Linked DNA regions of Mus musculus: region 1 is linked to region 2. The links are chromatin contacts, called in public HiChIP or PLAC-seq maps. All regions are on one chromosome and are shown on one strand. The core of a region is the stretch at or near the end of the contact, and the rest is flanking DNA. Distances in the headings are between cores, read along the strand shown. Region 1 has its middle 5.6 kb from the start of Gm33687. Region 2 overlaps Itfg1 (integrin alpha FG-GAP repeat containing 1).

Region 1 (4,176 bases), core at 1,041-3,540, 490 kb before region 2:
TTTTGGGTGACTGCAAGCATCTATCATCCTAACTCTTGATTTAAAAGCCCCCTCCCCCCAAGAGCCGAGAAAAACCCAGTTACTCTCAACAACACGCTAAACATTTTCCATTTCATATTCACAATAGGACTTCCTCCTCCAATACCCAGGGAACACTCAATTCCTATTTACTGGAGGAATTATTATTAATACACTTGCTTACAGGGCTTGGTTAGGATTTACAGATGAGCCAAAGGAGTGCCTTTGGGAATGAGGTGGAGGAAAGGGGTGGACAGGTCTGCGGACTGGGTAGAGTCAGGGAAGAGCTGACAGACAGGAGCTATTTATGCCTCTCATCTCTCTGACTCATCCTCAGCCACTGTGAGCAGGAACCGCCAGCCCTGCTCTGCTCCAAGCCCACAGGAACCACAAGCCCTGCTCTACTCTCTAGCCCCCACGCATCTCTGATCAGTTAAAATTAAAACCCACACTGGGTCTGGTATAGACGCAGCCACCTGTAACCTCAGCTCTTGGGAAGCAAAGGCAAAAATAGCAGGAATTGGAGGCCAGCCTGGACTACTGAGGAAGTTCTAAGCCAGTCTGGGTTGTTGATGGGATTCTAAGTTAGCCTATGTTAGAGTGAAACTCTCTCAAAAGCAAAAGAGTAAAATAATAAAAACATAAAATAAAAAAGAAGTAATCACCATTGTAAATACTAGGCAAGATTCTCTTATTAGTTAACTTTCCTAAAGGTGAGGAAACTGAGGCACAGATGCTGTTCTTAAAAAACAAAATCCCCACCAAACCCAGACACTATTGTGGATGCCAACAAGTGCTTGCTGACAGGAGCCTGATATGGCTCTCTCCTGAGAGGCTCTGCCAGTGCCTGACAAATACAGAGGTGGATGCTTGCAGCCAATCATTGGACTGAGCACAGGGTCCCCAATGGAGGAACTAGAAAAGGACCCAAAGGAGCTGAAGGGGTTTGCAGCCCCATAGGAGGGACAACAATATGAACCAACTAGTACCCCCAGGGCTCCCAAGGAGTAAACCACCAACCAAAAGTACACATGGAGGGACCCATGGCTCCAGCTGCCTATGTAGCAGAGGTTGGGCTTGTTGGACATCAGTGGGAGAAGAGGCCCTTGGTCCTGAGAAGGCTCTATTCCCCAGTGTAGGGGGATGGCAGGACAGGGAAGTGAGAGTGGGTGGGTTGGTGAACAGGGGGAGGTGGGATGGGATAGGGGGTTTTCAGAGGGGAAACTAGGAGAGGGGATTAAAATTTGAACTGTAAATAAAGAAAATAAAAAAATCATATGGCACAAGGCACATTGTTTTTAATTATGATTTCATTGCCTCTTATAAGTGAGACATGGGTTTACCGCATGCCGGGTCTTGTAGACTGAATATAAAATAAACTGCTTAATCCTCATTAAAAACAAACAAAACAAAACAAAACAAAAACAAAAACAAAAACAGAATCCCAAACGTTCGATTTATCAGTGAAGGCACAGAAGCCAGATGCTGTGGTGGAAGCCGGCTAGCTCACAGAGTCAGAGAAAGTACCCAGCTGACCTTCCCACTCCACTGGTGTCCCAGAAGGAAAAGCCCCTCCTCCTTCTGCACTCTGTCTTTATACCCTTCAACTCAGAGACTCTCCTTCTCTTTCCTGGGTTTTCTTATGCTCACTCCCTGACAATTGGTTGCTTAATCTGCCTCTTGGTCTATCGTTGACTTTATTGAGTTCTTGTTTACAGAAAGGTCTTGGATTAAAGCCATGTGCTAGGGCTGAGCCACACCACAACAAGGTTTATCCAGTTCACAATCTTGGGGTTCACACGGTGATCACATATCCTACATCACAAAGAGGAAGAATTAAGTGTTGAGTGACTGAGCTGGGATTAAACATTCATTGCTCACATGGAGTGGCTGAGCCATACAGAGCCACCAACAGGCATGGACTGAAGTAGCAAGAACAGAAGGCAAGGCTGAGAAGTTCCCCAGCAAACTGACCTTGTGGCTAAGTAAAGAAGTCTTTATTTTGCATGATGAGAATGGAGCTGATAACTCTGCATCTCACAGGTACCCTCAAAGGCTACATACACTAAGGCTTCCTCATGGCCAGCCGTTCCAAGTAGGCTGCCATCAGCCCTGCTCAGTTAGGCAATGGGAAGGGATTGGTGCATTCAGCACAAGCATCAGCTAAGACAGGCATAAAAACATAAAAAGGAGCCAAGCCAGGCCCCATCCGCACCAAGGAGAGCAGCTGAGTTCTGAAAGCAGGCTTATTAACTTTACCAGGCTCTGACGTTGCCATGGATACCACTAACCCAGTGTAGTATTACTTCTGCCTCTTGGTCCTAAAACTGCTTTGCTCTTCAGCCCTGAGTCATGCTGGCAGAGTGGGATTTTCTTCCCACTTCTCCAAATGGGCCCTTAAAGTACAAATGGCTTTTGAAGACTCAGAACCAGAGAGAACTCATCCTATTCCACACCATCGTTTCAAAAATTGGTTCCTTTCAAACACTATTGTACACCATACCAGCTGCATTTACATGAACGTGGACTTGTGTGAGTGAGCAAAACTGTGTTCTTAGAAAGTGCGTATCTGTGCTGTGAACACCACAGACCGTAGAAGTTAAAGGAAGGACATTAGTGAAGTACAAGTTCAGGTGTCTGTACTTATGTCTGTAATCAATAGTGGTCACGGAGCTCTTGAAAGGGATGTGTTAAGACTGTGGACAACCCAGTACAATGAAATCAACTTCATCCCCAAAATGATGCTCTTGAGAGTTAATGTTCTCAAAGCCTCAGCAAACAAGCAAAATTGCTTCTGACACTAACATTCCCAATAAGCACTTATCAGATGGATGAAAGTGTATTCATTTGTGCTGCACTTAATGTCTCACCCCCTCACCTCACTTGAGGCTCACAACTACATAAACCCAACAGGGCAATTGTTGCCTGTTCCATAATGAGTTATAGAAACACTGATCGCTTAAGAGTGCTGCTGGAGAAACTTGCTTGAAATGTGCACTTCCCAGTGGATCGATGGGTTGATCGATAGATGCTCCAAAGGCTGATGGCAGGAGGAAGAGTGAGCAACTGGAGCAGAATGTCAATGCCTGGACCTTGAAAATTCTCCCACTTCCCCAAATTCTGTATTTATCTTGAGTCCCTTAGCAATTCTCAGATCCTTAGACACTCACTATAAAGTGAAGGTGAGTTAACGTGAGTCAGAAAAAGAGTAACCGTGGCAGCTGCTCTGAGTGGAGAGCATCACCTTTGGCATGGTTATCTGTATTGTTCTCTCTTGGGATCCAGATAGTAGAGCCATTTTACATCCCCTGGGCCACAGAAGAGAGGCCAGGGAAGTTGCAGGTGTGCTTTATGTTTCTTCCCTGGGTTAAAGCAAACCTCAGAGCAGATGGGGAGGGTGTGTCATCTGAGCTGTTGCATGACCTGCTGCTTACACCCAGGGAGTGAGCATCCTGTTCTATTCACAGCTAAAGGTCATTCCAGCCCGAATTCTTGGGGTTCATTCAAGGTCACTCTCCTCAGGTTTTCTCTCATATGCAAAGTAGACTCAAAAAAAAAATCCTATTTTTCCCTCTTCTCTTTCTGATGCTCAGTCAACACCTGCCATTGGCAATGATTGCTTTTGCCAGGGAGAGAGAGAGAGAGAGAGCCTTTAAGGACCCTACAACTCTTGGGAAATTTCTCCAGGACACAAGTCATAATGAAAACCAAACAGAAGAGACCATGGAAGGGAGGAAAATAACTATCAGCAGCCTGAATCAAAGCTGCCTCCAACCTCATATGTGCCGCTCCCTCAACCCTGTGCTCTTCCCATCCACAGACGCATGAAGTCTGGGCTTTGCAGCGATGTGCGGGGCCAAGTATCTGCACTAGAGACCATGGATTTGGATGGTTCATGCTGTACAGCCAGGTGCATTCTAACACAAGTTCTCTGGAGGGATCTTGACTCTAAAGCTGCAAAGCACTAAGCCCTTCAGAACAGCAGCCATAAGTACATAAATGAATCAATACTCAAGCATTCTGTATGTCCAGGAATATTTACTACAGGAACATACTGGCTGGGGCTCAATTCTTGGACTCCTAACTGTGCTAGTCAATATCACTCGTCAATTAGAAACTAAAAGGATTTTATCACTCCACAGCACCCTGGACTCCTGG
Region 2 (4,187 bases), core at 404-2,903:
CAGGTATCAAACTCAAATCATCATCAGGCTTGGCAGCAAGTGCCTTCATGTACTGAGCCATCTCACCTACCCACCTTTTAATTATAACAGTATTTCTCCTGATCTTCTTAAGACTTTTCTTACTTTCTTTACTTTTTGATGTTTCTGCTGCAATCTGTCTTGACATGGACATATTTGTGTTTATTCTGTTTAGATTACTGAGCTTCTGAGATGCTGATTCCCATCAAATTTCAGAATCTGTCAGCAATCACTTCTTGAATTACATGGTTTTCTTTTTCTTCTTTCCCTTCACACCTGTGGACACTAATGTGCTTATTTCTGTACTTTTTGTCGTGTCGCTTTACTCTAAGGCTCTGTTGATTCCCTTCATGAATTCTGTTGCTGGTATGACCGTTGCTGGTATTTCTGCCTGTTCGTTTGGCTCCTGATACAGCTTAGCATAGTTTACAGATGTGCTTTGCTTTGACTGTGAGTACATTTGTAACAGCTCCTTGAAGGATTTGTCTGTTTCCTTGGTTATCTAGTCACATTTGCAGTCTCTTGCAGCACAGTTTTTATTTCCTACATATGGATACATGTTTCTCTTTTTTTGTGTCTCACAACTTCCTTTTTGTAAGTTAGATGTTTTAATCATTGTGACCATCCTGCAAAAGAATCATTGACACATGTCTCTCAAACTTTGGTCCAGAAGTTGAAAGTAATGATACTACAACTATTATCGGGGCCTGAAGCCATTCATTACTCGGCAAAGACACTCTCTGGTTGGCACGATGGATCTGACTCTCTGATCTGGAAAGTTTGAAAGATCGTGGAGATGAAGCTGCCATGGAGGGCTTGTATTTATTTTGGAGGTAGGGCCTAGGTGACATATTTTGAGCTTCTTCCTGACCTTTGACCAGTGGCACCTAGATTTTTTGTATCAGCTTGCACAGATATGAAACACTAGAGGAAGGGTATAGTAAGAATTCTGGAGTTTTTGTTTCTTTAATTAAAAAAAAAAGAAATACATAAGAATGTGTTTTCATTATAATCTCAGGCGTGGGCTATGGGACTGCTTCAGACTGCCTGCAGCAGCTGATGTGACTTGCCTCATGCTCTCAGAGGCATGATTCTGCCAGGTGCAGATAATTTCTACAATTGTGTGACGTTTGGAATTTTGGGAACTTTTCAGAGGATACATAAATGCTTGGGCCCTGAGAAGTAGTATGAGTGGCTGTTGATCATTCAGGAAGATTCGGTTGCAGTTGGTTAGTGCCTGTGGTCAAAGAGGATTCAAGAAAGAAATTAGATTCAGGGAGCTCTCTGTTTCTGTCTCTCTTTCTCTCTCTTTCTCTCTTTTCCTTCTCTATCCTTCCTTCTCTCCTTTCTAGTGATAGGGTGAAACCAGGAGGATAAAGGGTGGGCAAAAGAAGAACACACAAAGTCACAAAGACCCAACTACAGACAAAGGATAAAGTTTAAAACCTGTCAGCAATTAAACATCAGAGAAATGGTGTCAGTTCTGATTTGCAGTAAAACAGCGTCTCTGAGCCCATCCCTAAAGCTTGTTACAGTTGTTTCCTTGTGACACACGTTGGGCTGCCTTTGACATGAAATGTTTTCCCTATATGCGAAGACTGTTCCTCAGAGGCTGTAGCTTTGGATGTCTCTCCAGTACTCTGGAATGCCCATGCGTTTAACAGGCCTCTGTCTCTCCCGGCATACTCAGCTCTCAAGCTCTGTTAGGTGCCAACTGATTGTTCTGTTGTTGTTTCTGACAATGCACTAGGTGTGTGTGTAGGTGTGTGTGTGTGTGTGTGTGTGTGTGTATACACATTGCTTCTTGGTTTAATAATTGTGTGTAGATTCCTTTGCAAATTATTTTAGGCCAGTTTTATAGGCTCATTCATGCTCTGTGAATATTCTTAACAGTTATTTCAATGGTTCTTTCTTGGTAAAGCAGCTGGTCTGTGGTGTAGGTAAACTTGATACTCTGCTTCTGTTTCCACCAAATCTCTATTTGCTGCGAGCACACACTTAAGTTTGAACTTCCCCACATGCTCTTTTGGATCAAGTGAGCTTTTTTTAAAGCACAGCTTTGTAGTTGTCTGTGTTGCAGCCTGCCTTTCCTGCATGGCATAATCTTGAGCCATGAAGATGTCCTTCTGAATGGCACCACTGTTTTACAGAAAAGTGGTCATGTTCCTTATTCTGGAGAGAAATGAATAAACATCTATTCATCCCAAATCAGACACTAATGAACAAGGATGTGATTCTGTCCAAGCCCAGCTTAGGGAACAATGGGTTTATTGGGCTTACAAGAGGGAGGAATGAGGGAGGAAGTACTTACAGGAGCAGTGTTAACCCCCAAACATCTATGTCACTGACAAGTTGCACCCCAGCAGAGGTAACAACCTTCCCAGAAGCTGCAGAGGAATCCCCTTTTTAGACTTGTGCGTGTTGTATATACCATGCCACCAGCAGAGGTCACATGCACCAGAGGTCACATGCAGGGCTACTTATAGCTAGGGGCAGGGCTTCAGAATGGAGTGAGGGGCTAAAATCTCAGGGAAGGCCACACAACTCTGTCTTGGGGGAATGTTAAAACAGTCTACATTTCATGCTGGTTTTTGGTAAACACAGCTGCTAAGTTTCATGATGGCCATATCGTCTTGAAGCCAGGTAAATCCTTCATTCCTAGGAGGTGATGTGGGAGTGTCCATCAGCATTACCTTAGGTGTATTTCCTTTCATTCTGTCCTGTGACTCACTCTTAGCCATCAGAGGTAGTGAGACTTTGTAGTCTTAACAACCAAGCTTTTTCTTTATTCTTACGGGTATTTATTATATGTGTGTTGAGGTGCCAAGGGGATTATACTATACCCTGTGGAAGTCAGAGAACAATTTACTAGAACTTCTTTACCACAGCTGCTTCTACCATGGATGATCTTCAACTCAAACTCAGGTTTCAGGTTTGGCAGCCAGCATCTTTAGCCACTGAGCAATCTTGTAGGTCTCTAATGTTTCATTATTTGTTTTCTAGAATTTTGTACATGAAAACTATTAACATCATTTCCCCCCCCCTTCCTTTTCCCCTTTCCAACTCTTCTCATGTCTTCTCAACTACCTTTCAAATTCATCTATTTATATGTGCATATATATATATATATATATATATATATATATATATTCACACACATTATATGTGAATACAACCTTCTGAGTCCATCTTGTGTGTTTCATATGTATATTTGTTTAAGGCTAACGACATGGTTGACCTGTGACCTATCAGTTATCAGCTTGTCCCTGGAGAAGACTGATTCCAGTATTTATATATGTACATATACACACACACACACATAAGTACACAGATACAACTATCTGTGTCCATTTAGTATTGTTTATATCAAAATGTGTTTAGGGCTGACTACAGAATTGTCTATCAGGGTTATCAGGTTTGTCCCTGGAAAAGACTGGCTCTTCCTCTGAGCAGATATCAGTTGCCTTAGTGCTTCATTTAGGGATATGGCCTTGTAAGAGTTGTATCCACCTTGGCATATCAGCTGATGTTATATTGTATGGGTTATTGTTGCCATCTCATGTCATGCAGCTTCCCTGTCAAGCATAGAAGACACTGCCTTGTCTTGATGTCCTAAAGGCTTTTTCTAGCAGATTACTACTTTTTCAAATCATTTAAAAGCATAATCATGTGTGTATATATGTGTCTAAAATGGGATCCATTAGTATCATTTATAAGCCATGGTCCAGCTAGTCCAACAATGACTGCCTATGAATAGAATTTCCAGTAATCCAGTAGTTGCTCAATTCATGAGGGTGGATGTCTCAACTGGTCTTCAGTATATGCCAGAATCTCAAAGAAGTAGGCTCTAATGCTAGTGAAGGCGTGTTCTTGCTAGTGAGGTCAAGAACAAGCAGGCAGAAAATCAAAAGCTTTCTTCTTCCATGTCCTTTTATATTGGCTTCCAGCAGAAGGTATGGACCTTTCCACCTCAAAAGATGTGGATTAAAGATGTGTCTTCCCACCTCAAAGATCTGGATTCAAAGTGAATCTTTCACTTGAAATTATTTAACCAAGCAAAAATACTTCATAGGTGTGTCAAGCCATTTGGGAGTGACATTCAGAATGTCACCATGGAGTAACAATGGAGAAAATGCTATACCTCAAGGAAAAATCTGAGAGGAAAGGGA

The links. HiChIP or PLAC-seq counts read pairs in DNA pulled down with a chosen protein or histone mark.
Region 1: an H3K27ac HiChIP or PLAC-seq map of SST interneurons shows a contact between it and region 2, with 3 times the contacts expected there. The contact joins two enhancer-like sites. A contact is called at or near these places in 1 of 115 datasets of contacts at active chromatin or transcription factors (SST interneurons) and 1 of 9 other capture datasets (embryonic stem cells).

Annotation. Positions count from the first base shown.
Region 1 is chr8:86,272,100-86,276,275 of GRCm38.p6, reverse strand. No RefSeq gene overlaps it. Among named protein-coding and RNA genes, the nearest start is that of Gm33687, 5.6 kb to the left of the region's middle. Within about 2 kb of position 2,290, at least 53 of the 459 cell types and tissues checked have an H3K27ac peak or open chromatin away from gene starts, as enhancers often do. A contact at or near this core is called in SST interneurons, where this site is marked.
Region 2 is chr8:85,783,702-85,787,888 of GRCm38.p6, reverse strand. The region is part of intron 6 of Itfg1 (integrin alpha FG-GAP repeat containing 1); the gene reads left to right. Among named protein-coding and RNA genes, the nearest start is that of Itfg1, 55 kb to the left of the region's middle. Within about 2 kb of position 1,653, at least 23 of the 459 cell types and tissues checked have an H3K27ac peak or open chromatin away from gene starts, as enhancers often do. A contact at or near this core is called in SST interneurons, where this site is marked.